2 separate regions of the Mus musculus genome follow, and region 2 is linked to region 1. Evidence: chromatin contacts called from public promoter capture Hi-C data. All regions are on one chromosome and are shown on one strand. Each heading gives the region's core, a stretch centred on a gene start, on an enhancer-like site or on the middle of the called end of the contact. The rest is flanking DNA. Distances are from core to core; before and after follow the strand shown.

What was found. Promoter capture Hi-C pulls out the DNA fragments that hold promoters and counts their contacts.
Region 2: a contact with region 1 is called in a promoter capture Hi-C map of liver, with 3 times the contacts expected there. The contact joins the enhancer-like site here to the promoter of Cmah in region 1. A contact is called at or near these places in 8 of 39 promoter capture datasets (the C10 cell line, the HPC-7 cell line, HPC-7-derived erythroid cells and 4 more), 3 of 15 datasets of contacts at CTCF or cohesin (CD8 T cells, large pre-B cells and pro-B cells), 16 of 484 Hi-C or Micro-C datasets (the C10 cell line, CD4 T cells, CD8 T cells and 7 more), 7 of 115 datasets of contacts at active chromatin or transcription factors (bone marrow-derived macrophages, fibro-adipogenic progenitors, heart atrium and 3 more) and 2 of 9 other capture datasets (adipose tissue and liver).

Annotation. Positions count from the first base shown.
Region 1 is chr13:24,325,479-24,328,956 of GRCm38.p6, forward strand. It overlaps Cmah (cytidine monophospho-N-acetylneuraminic acid hydroxylase), which reads left to right and starts at 1,926. Exons shown (of 17, transcript NM_001111110.2): 1 at 1,926-2,010.
Region 2 is chr13:24,443,206-24,446,994 of GRCm38.p6, forward strand. The region is part of intron 11 of Cmah (cytidine monophospho-N-acetylneuraminic acid hydroxylase); the gene reads left to right. Among named protein-coding and RNA genes, the nearest start is that of Gm22013, 42 kb to the right of the region's middle. Within about 2 kb of position 1,641, at least 77 of the 459 cell types and tissues checked have an H3K27ac peak or open chromatin away from gene starts, as enhancers often do. A contact at or near this core is called in the HPC-7 cell line, adipose tissue, bone marrow-derived macrophages and 6 more, where this site is marked.

The DNA of each region.
Region 1 (3,478 bases), core at 676-3,175:
GGGGGTTACAACTATTCCCCCCTTTTTTTGGTGACTCCAGAGGCCAATCTTGGACTCTTTATAGGCTTAAATCATCTGTGCTAGCTGGTTGGTACTGGGATCTCATCACCATCAATTGAATACTCCCTAATCTCTGCTTTATATACAGCAAAAGCTTATTGATTATGCATGGCCCGAATGTGAGCAGTAACAGAAGACTTATCAGGGGCCCTGTAATTGTAGAAATGAGGGTAGTTAACCATGGGGAAGTATTAAATAGTGAATGATACCAGCTTTTGGAGTTTTCTCGTTCTTTTTTGGCGCCTCTCTATGCTTTCTCTAACCTTAGCTAGTAATTCTCTGATTATTCCAGAGTGATTTACCTAAAAGCAACATTCTTCTCATAGAGCCGCACACAAGCCTCCCTGCTGCAGGAGCAAAGTCTAACCCTCGTCTGTTCTGAAGAACTGCCTCAGCCAGAGAATCTACATTTCGCTCTAGGTATGCGATGGATTTTTCTAAGTATTGGATGTCTTGATCTATATCTAATTTAAGGCTGTTGTAGTTCTTCTCTTGCAACGTTAGGGCTGCTATCCCGGAGCTAGCCCTGCTCCCAGAATTACAGCCAAAGTTAGGGAAATAGGTTCTCTCTTCTGTCTCATGAGGTCTCCCCCAACATGCCCTATTAGGTTCTTTGGCACTATTTTTTCTGAATAATAGGTTATGCGTGGCACCAACTGAACTACAATACAGAACTCTTTTGCAGTAGGGGAATTAAGGACCTCTCCGTGCACACATGGAGTCAACCCTGTTGAACAGTCCCACCAAGCCTGTTCAGGGGTGGGTGGGTGGGTAGGAATAACCCAGTTTGAATGAACCATGGGGGTTTTTTGGTTACAAAGGTGCTGATGTGACAAGGGAATGTTCCCCAGGCAGGTCCCCTGTCTTGATATGGTGGTCTGCAGGATTAAGGCTGGACCTCTTGGGACCATCTGCATGCAGTGTCTCTCTCAGACTTATTATATCTAGATATAAATCCAACACCTTCATAAAAAGGGGGTCTGGCATTAGAGCACAGCCAGCAGGAGGTGGTTAGCTCTGGCCGGGAGCCGTTCAAAATCTGAAAGGTTTTTAGCATCATTGACCAGAGCAGATCTACCAGCTCTGTGCGATTCAAAAAAGATCCTGGGGCTGGGGACCCCTGCTGGGGGAGGACTTGGGGAGGGGGCAGCAGTCCAAGGACGGGCTTTGGCGCAGGTTTTTTCGGGGCAAGACCTCTTGGTTTAGGGTTTGCCAAAATCCGATTTGGTCCTACAGCCACCCGCAGGGGGTTCACAATTGGTTTTACCACAAGTTTGATGGTGAAGAGGAGGCCTGGACTAATCCCTCCAATGACATGGAGTCATTGACATGGAGTCAGAGGCCCCAGGACCTCTCAGCTTCCCAACCCTTCCCTGTTTCCCTTTGTCTGTAAACCTCAGTAAAACTTCAGACCTGCTCCCCTTCCTGCCAACTGTGATAAGGTCTTCCTTCGACACTCCCCAGGTTTTTTAGCCCTCTAACTGATGTCTCACACCCCCCAGGAAGTACAGTAAAATTGTTCTGGACCCCCACATGTAATAGTCCTTTTCTGTCCTGGACATATATAAAGTTCTTCACCGACATGGTGGATATGAATGCCATAAAGTCTGTTAGGTGTCAGGCCATGAGTTATCAGCCAGCTGGCACAGATCAAAGGTTAAATCTGGAAACCACCGGGTCCCAAGTGACTTTTTTGTATTAGGAGGTTGGGCCCGGTAACCCGTTTCAGGATTCTCAACTGTCCAAGTCAAGTCATAAGGCTGGTGTGAGTTTTTGATCTCTGAATGGAGACATGGGCTAGGAACAGCAGTGCATGAAGCCAGTAAAAACAGCAAGCTTAGGACAGAGTTAATTTTAACTTGAAGGGATGAGTGCCCTTTTGGACCCTCCATTCTGGCAGTGGCAGCTGTGAAGTCTAGCGATCTTCTTCTGGAGAGAACAGATCAGCAGGTGAGTGCAGTGTATCCAAGTAGTGATACAGTCCACCTTTACAGCTGTTAAAATTGTTAGCAGGATAATGTAGGGTCTCTTCTAACAAGGCTCCAGCGCTTTCTGGCAAAACTGCCTCACGTAGACCTAGTCTCCAGGTTGAAACTTATGGGGCTCTGGAACTGGGGCCTGCTTCATAGAGGGCACACAGTTTAGACCAACCCTGCTCGTGAACCCATTGAGTTGCTCTGACCTTCGTTATGAATTTCATAACCTTCTAATTCTGCAATGGCTACTGACTGAAGGTTAGGGACAATAGGGGCAGGGACACCATACATGATTTCAAAAGGAGTTAGTCCTAACTGGTAAGCACAAAGGGAAGGAGTGTCACCTAGTCTATGGCAGACTCTAGGGCTAATTTAGTCAAGGTCTCCTGAAGTGTCTGATTCATTCTTTCTACGTGTCCTGAACTTTGGGGCCTGTGCACAATGTAACTTCCTATCTGTCCCAATATATCTCGCTACATCCTGGCTTACTTTGGACACAAATGCTGTCCCATTGTCTGACCCTGTCATATGAGGGAATCCATACCTCGGTAGGATATCTTCCAGCAACTTCTTAGCCACTGCCTTTGCAGTCTCAGTCTTTGTTGGAAAGGCTTCTGTCCACCCAGAGAAGCTATCCACGAACACTAGTAAGTCCCTGTAGCTGTACTTTCCTGGTTTGATTTCTGTAAAATCAACTTCCCAGTAGGTCCCCTGGTCTCTATCCTCACAGACATAAGCCAGAATGTTTGGCAGTGCTGTGGGTGTTGGTCAATTGGCAAGCTCTGCAGCTTGATATTACATCTTCGACAGTACGCTGCATTTTTCTGAAAATCACTTTAGATTGTCTCACTGTATCTGCCATCCGTTTCACTCCCATGTGAGTGATTCTGTGGATTTTTTTGAGGATAGACCTTGCTAGGGGGGCAGGTAATATTAGCTTACCTTCAGCCATCTGCCACCAGCCCTCTGAACACTGGTTCATGGGCTGACTCTTGGCTCATTTGACCTCCTCCTCCGTGTAGGCTGGGCATTCCTGTAGGTTGGGGTCGGGTGGTTCTGGTAAAGTTGCAGCTAACACGGAGGCAGCTGTTTCCTCTAAGGCTGCCTCTTTGGCAGCTCTGTGAGCCAAGTTCTTACCTCTGGTGACTGCCGTGGTTCCTTTTTGATGGCCTGGACAATGTATGATTGCCATTCTCATTGGCAGCCAGAGGGCTTCAAGGAACTGTAGGATCCCATCTTTGTTTTTGATAGTTTTTCCTTCTGCAGTTAGGATCCCTCTCTCCTGGTATATGGCTTCATGTATATGGGCCAACGCATACCGGCTATCGGTGTAGATGTTGATGGCTAGCCTTTTTCCCATGATGAGGGCCTGGGATAGCATCAGTTCAGCCCTAGGAGCTAAGGCATCTGCGGGGAGAGACTGGGCCCAAATTACCTCTGTT
Region 2 (3,789 bases), core at 391-2,890, 120 kb after region 1:
GTCTGTGATCAGGACACAATAGAAGAAGTAGCCAACTATCATTGTTATTTTCTTGAGACAAGCTCTTCCTATGTAGTTTAAGCTAGCTTTAAGCTCATTATCTGTCTCCCTCAAGCTCTCCAGTATTAGGACTGCAAAACTGTACTACCAAACCCAGCTTTAAAAGTTATTTCACAGAGTCTAGGTCATAAACAGCTATAAAATGCCTCAGACAATGTCAAATTTGGAAGGTTTCCCGGAAATATGTATTTTTTTCTTTTCTCACTTCCTTTCTTCTTGTGACTCCTTACCATATTTAGGGGGATCACTGAAAGCAAATTTTCTGGAAACAATAATTGTAGGATCATGGAAATGACTGTATCACAGCTCAGTAGTGGGATTGTAGACATATCCTCTGATAGTTTGTATAAGGAGGCATTAAATCATATTCCCTGTTCAGCCTCAAACGGTTAATGCAAGCCCACTTTCCCCATAGGCAAACTGAGCTCTGCACAGTGAACCATTGGGCAGTAGCATACACTGAGCAAACTGTATGACCTATGACCTCAGGACCCTGAAAAGTAAACAATCGCAGAAAATAGAAACAAAATGACAGCTTGACAGAATAACCCTTCAGTGATGCTGAGGTTTTAACTTTGTGTTTACTTGATTATTTGGGAATGGTATCCTGTGATGAAGTCCAGGCTAGCTTCAAACTCAAGATGCTTCTGGCTCAGCCCCAAATGCTAGGATTATGAGCACGTGCCACTATGCCACACCCTATGCTTCTGTTTTCTCAAAACCATAGTCTCTCTCTCTCTCTCTCTCTCTCTCTCTCTCTCTCTCTCTCTCTCTCTCTCTCTCTCCCTCTCTCCCTCTCCCTCTCTCTCTCTCTCTCCTCAAGACAGTCAAAGAGTGGTGTTGAATGCTGGTGAGAACAGGACACATTGCTGGGGTAAGGGTGGAGCAGGGTAGAGCAGGGGTGGGGTCGAAATCGAGGAAGATCAGAATAAGCAGGAGAACCTTCTGAGCTGGAAGGTTTTGTTTCCTTTAGTTCTTTCCTTTTCACTTGCCAAGTCCCCAGGTGACTGCTTCAGTCACAAGGCTGCCTCCATGAAACCCCAGGAGAGGGGAAAGAAGCCTTCTCTCAGGTCAGAAGGACTTTGATTTCAAGAGAGTAGAGAGAATCCTGTTGCTCTTTCTCTTCTTCCCTCAACTCGCTCCACCTACCTTCCCTGTTTGCTCTTTGGGAGACAGGGTCTGCTGCAGTATCCCGGTCCAGCCTTGAACTTGCAGCAGTTCTTGCCCCAGCTTTCCGAAGACGCAGAAAGGCCGTGAGTCTTGCTCTGTTGCTGTTTTTCTTTCTCTAATGCTTGGCCCCAAAGTAAATGGAATTCTTAGAAAGAAAGTACTCATCCAGTCAGGGAAGCCAAAGCCCTGGCTTCTCAGTAGATTATTTTCTACTGATGGATCATTTGACATTGATAGAGAGTAGACACTTGGGAGGCAAGAAAGTACTGGGGAATGTTTCAGGGAGAGTTATGGCTTATGAAAATGAGCCAGAAGAGCAAGTAAACTCTGGAGCTCGGCAACTGGCTGTACTTTGTGACCATAAGCAGGAGACGGAGACTCTGCAACTGAAGTACAAGAGAGAGCACAGCTTAAGCCCCATACTGGTGACCTGTGTGACCCCATGCTGGTGATTTGGCAATTGTGGAACAGAGCTAAAAGAGGAACTGAAATGAAAACCGCAGCCTGAAGATAGCATTTTTGAACTTGTAGCATAAACATGACCTGCTTTTAATATTTATTAAAACGAAAGTATAAACTGCCACAAATAGAAACAACACCCAGAGTATCATAAAATAGTTTTCTAAGGAAAAAGATAAGATCAAAAACTAAGTATAAAGAAAACCAGGAAAACATTGCCATGTCACGAGGGGAAGCACAATATATAGTAGATCCAAAATGACACAGATGCTAGAATTATTAGGGAAAAAAATCAAACATCTATAAAAGTTATGTTTCAATAAGTAATGGCAAAATCCTTTGACTGTAAAGACAGAAAGAAAGCTACTCACACAGAGAGAAGATAGAAGAACTAAATGGAAAATTTACATTCAAACTACACAGTCTACAAGGGCAAACACCTGGATGTGTTTCAAGGGCCTGCTGGGATTGAGAACAGCAAGAGGAAGTGAACTTAAAGATAGAGCAACAGAAGCCATGAAACCTATAAACAGGAAGAAAAAGACTGGGACAAACAAGAACAGGGGACCCGTGGGACAACGGCAAATGTCAGGTATCCATGAAGAAGAGGTAAAGGCCACGCATGTAAACAAGAGGAAGAGTGGGTGGATGGAACTAAACTTAATAAAGGTCAGAAACTTAGATGCTAGAAGCACAGTAAGGCCCCAAACAATATAAACTTGAATCAAAAGAAGCCTGGACCCATCAGAACAAAATTACCAAAACATAAAGACACAGCAATATCAAATTACCTTGGTTTTTTGTTTGTTTGTTTGCTTGCTTGCTTGTTTTTATCAGAGGAAACAATTCAAATAACTGGGCTTCTAATCAGAAACAGTGATGGCTGGAAGTTAGTGGAATTTTAAATGTGTTTACAAGACAAAACAATTGCATCTAGATCCAGGAAAGAGGTATTGGGGCAGAGAGGAAAGCAGACATTCTCAGATGAGAGGGCTCTGGGGATCACTGCCTTAGAAAAACTCATGGGATGTTCTTCGATTAAAGAGGCGTGGTTGTGAGGGAGAACAGAAATGAAAATATCTTGACATATTTAGTGGACAGCTTTTTCATTAGGTTTTTTAATTTGAAAGATGATGTAACACCGAGACAACTATCAGTATGGAGAGATGTTATAGATTAAACTGTGTCTGTTCAAAATTTTTATATTAAAACACTGAGCCCTGAGTAGTTCAGAAATAGAGCTTGCTTGAAGGTAGGGCCTATACAAAAGGAATCTAGTTAAAATGATTTCATGAGGGCAGACCTTGTACTTAAGAGTTGGCCAGTGTCCTTAAAACAAGGCACAATTTGGGCACAGAGACACATGAAGGAAAGATGATATGAGGAGACAAAGGTGAGGTGGCTCAGGAATGGTCATGGTCAGAGTCCGAGCTCAGCATGCAGGAGGCACGGGTCCTGCTGTACAGCGAATTTGACCTTCTAGCTTCTGCAGTGATAAACAAAACAGCATTCCTATTTTACTTCTGTTCTCTAAGCACCTCCAGCGTGGCAATTAGAGCAAAGTGATTCAAGATTCACACATGATGTAATCCAAGTAGATTGTGAGAAACTAGTGTAGATCGTGTAGAATGTTATAACATTATAATCCCCAGAGCAGCTAGTTTATAAGGGAGGTGATTGACCAAAAAGATTTAACAGGCAGACTAAATAGAATACCAAAAGACTTGCAAGTAACTTAAAAGAAGCCAAAGTGGGAATCAGGAAACAGAGGAATACAGATAAGTGACAGACATAACTCAAGAGATACCGATAATTGTATTAAATATGAATGATTGAGTAGCCCAGAGCAGTCCCTTTTCAGCGCCCCACTCAAGCTTCTATGATTTCATGGCCCACAGAAAGTAGAGATAGAATAGAAAAGGTAGCTTCTTTTAAAAAATAAGAAAATTAAACTACTAGATGATAGAGATCGTCATGGATAAAGGAAGGCAGACTCTGTGGTTACACACACACACACACACACACACACACACACACACACACACACACACATCCATTTCAAACATAAGCACAGAGATAAATGGCTACAAAAAGTTACTG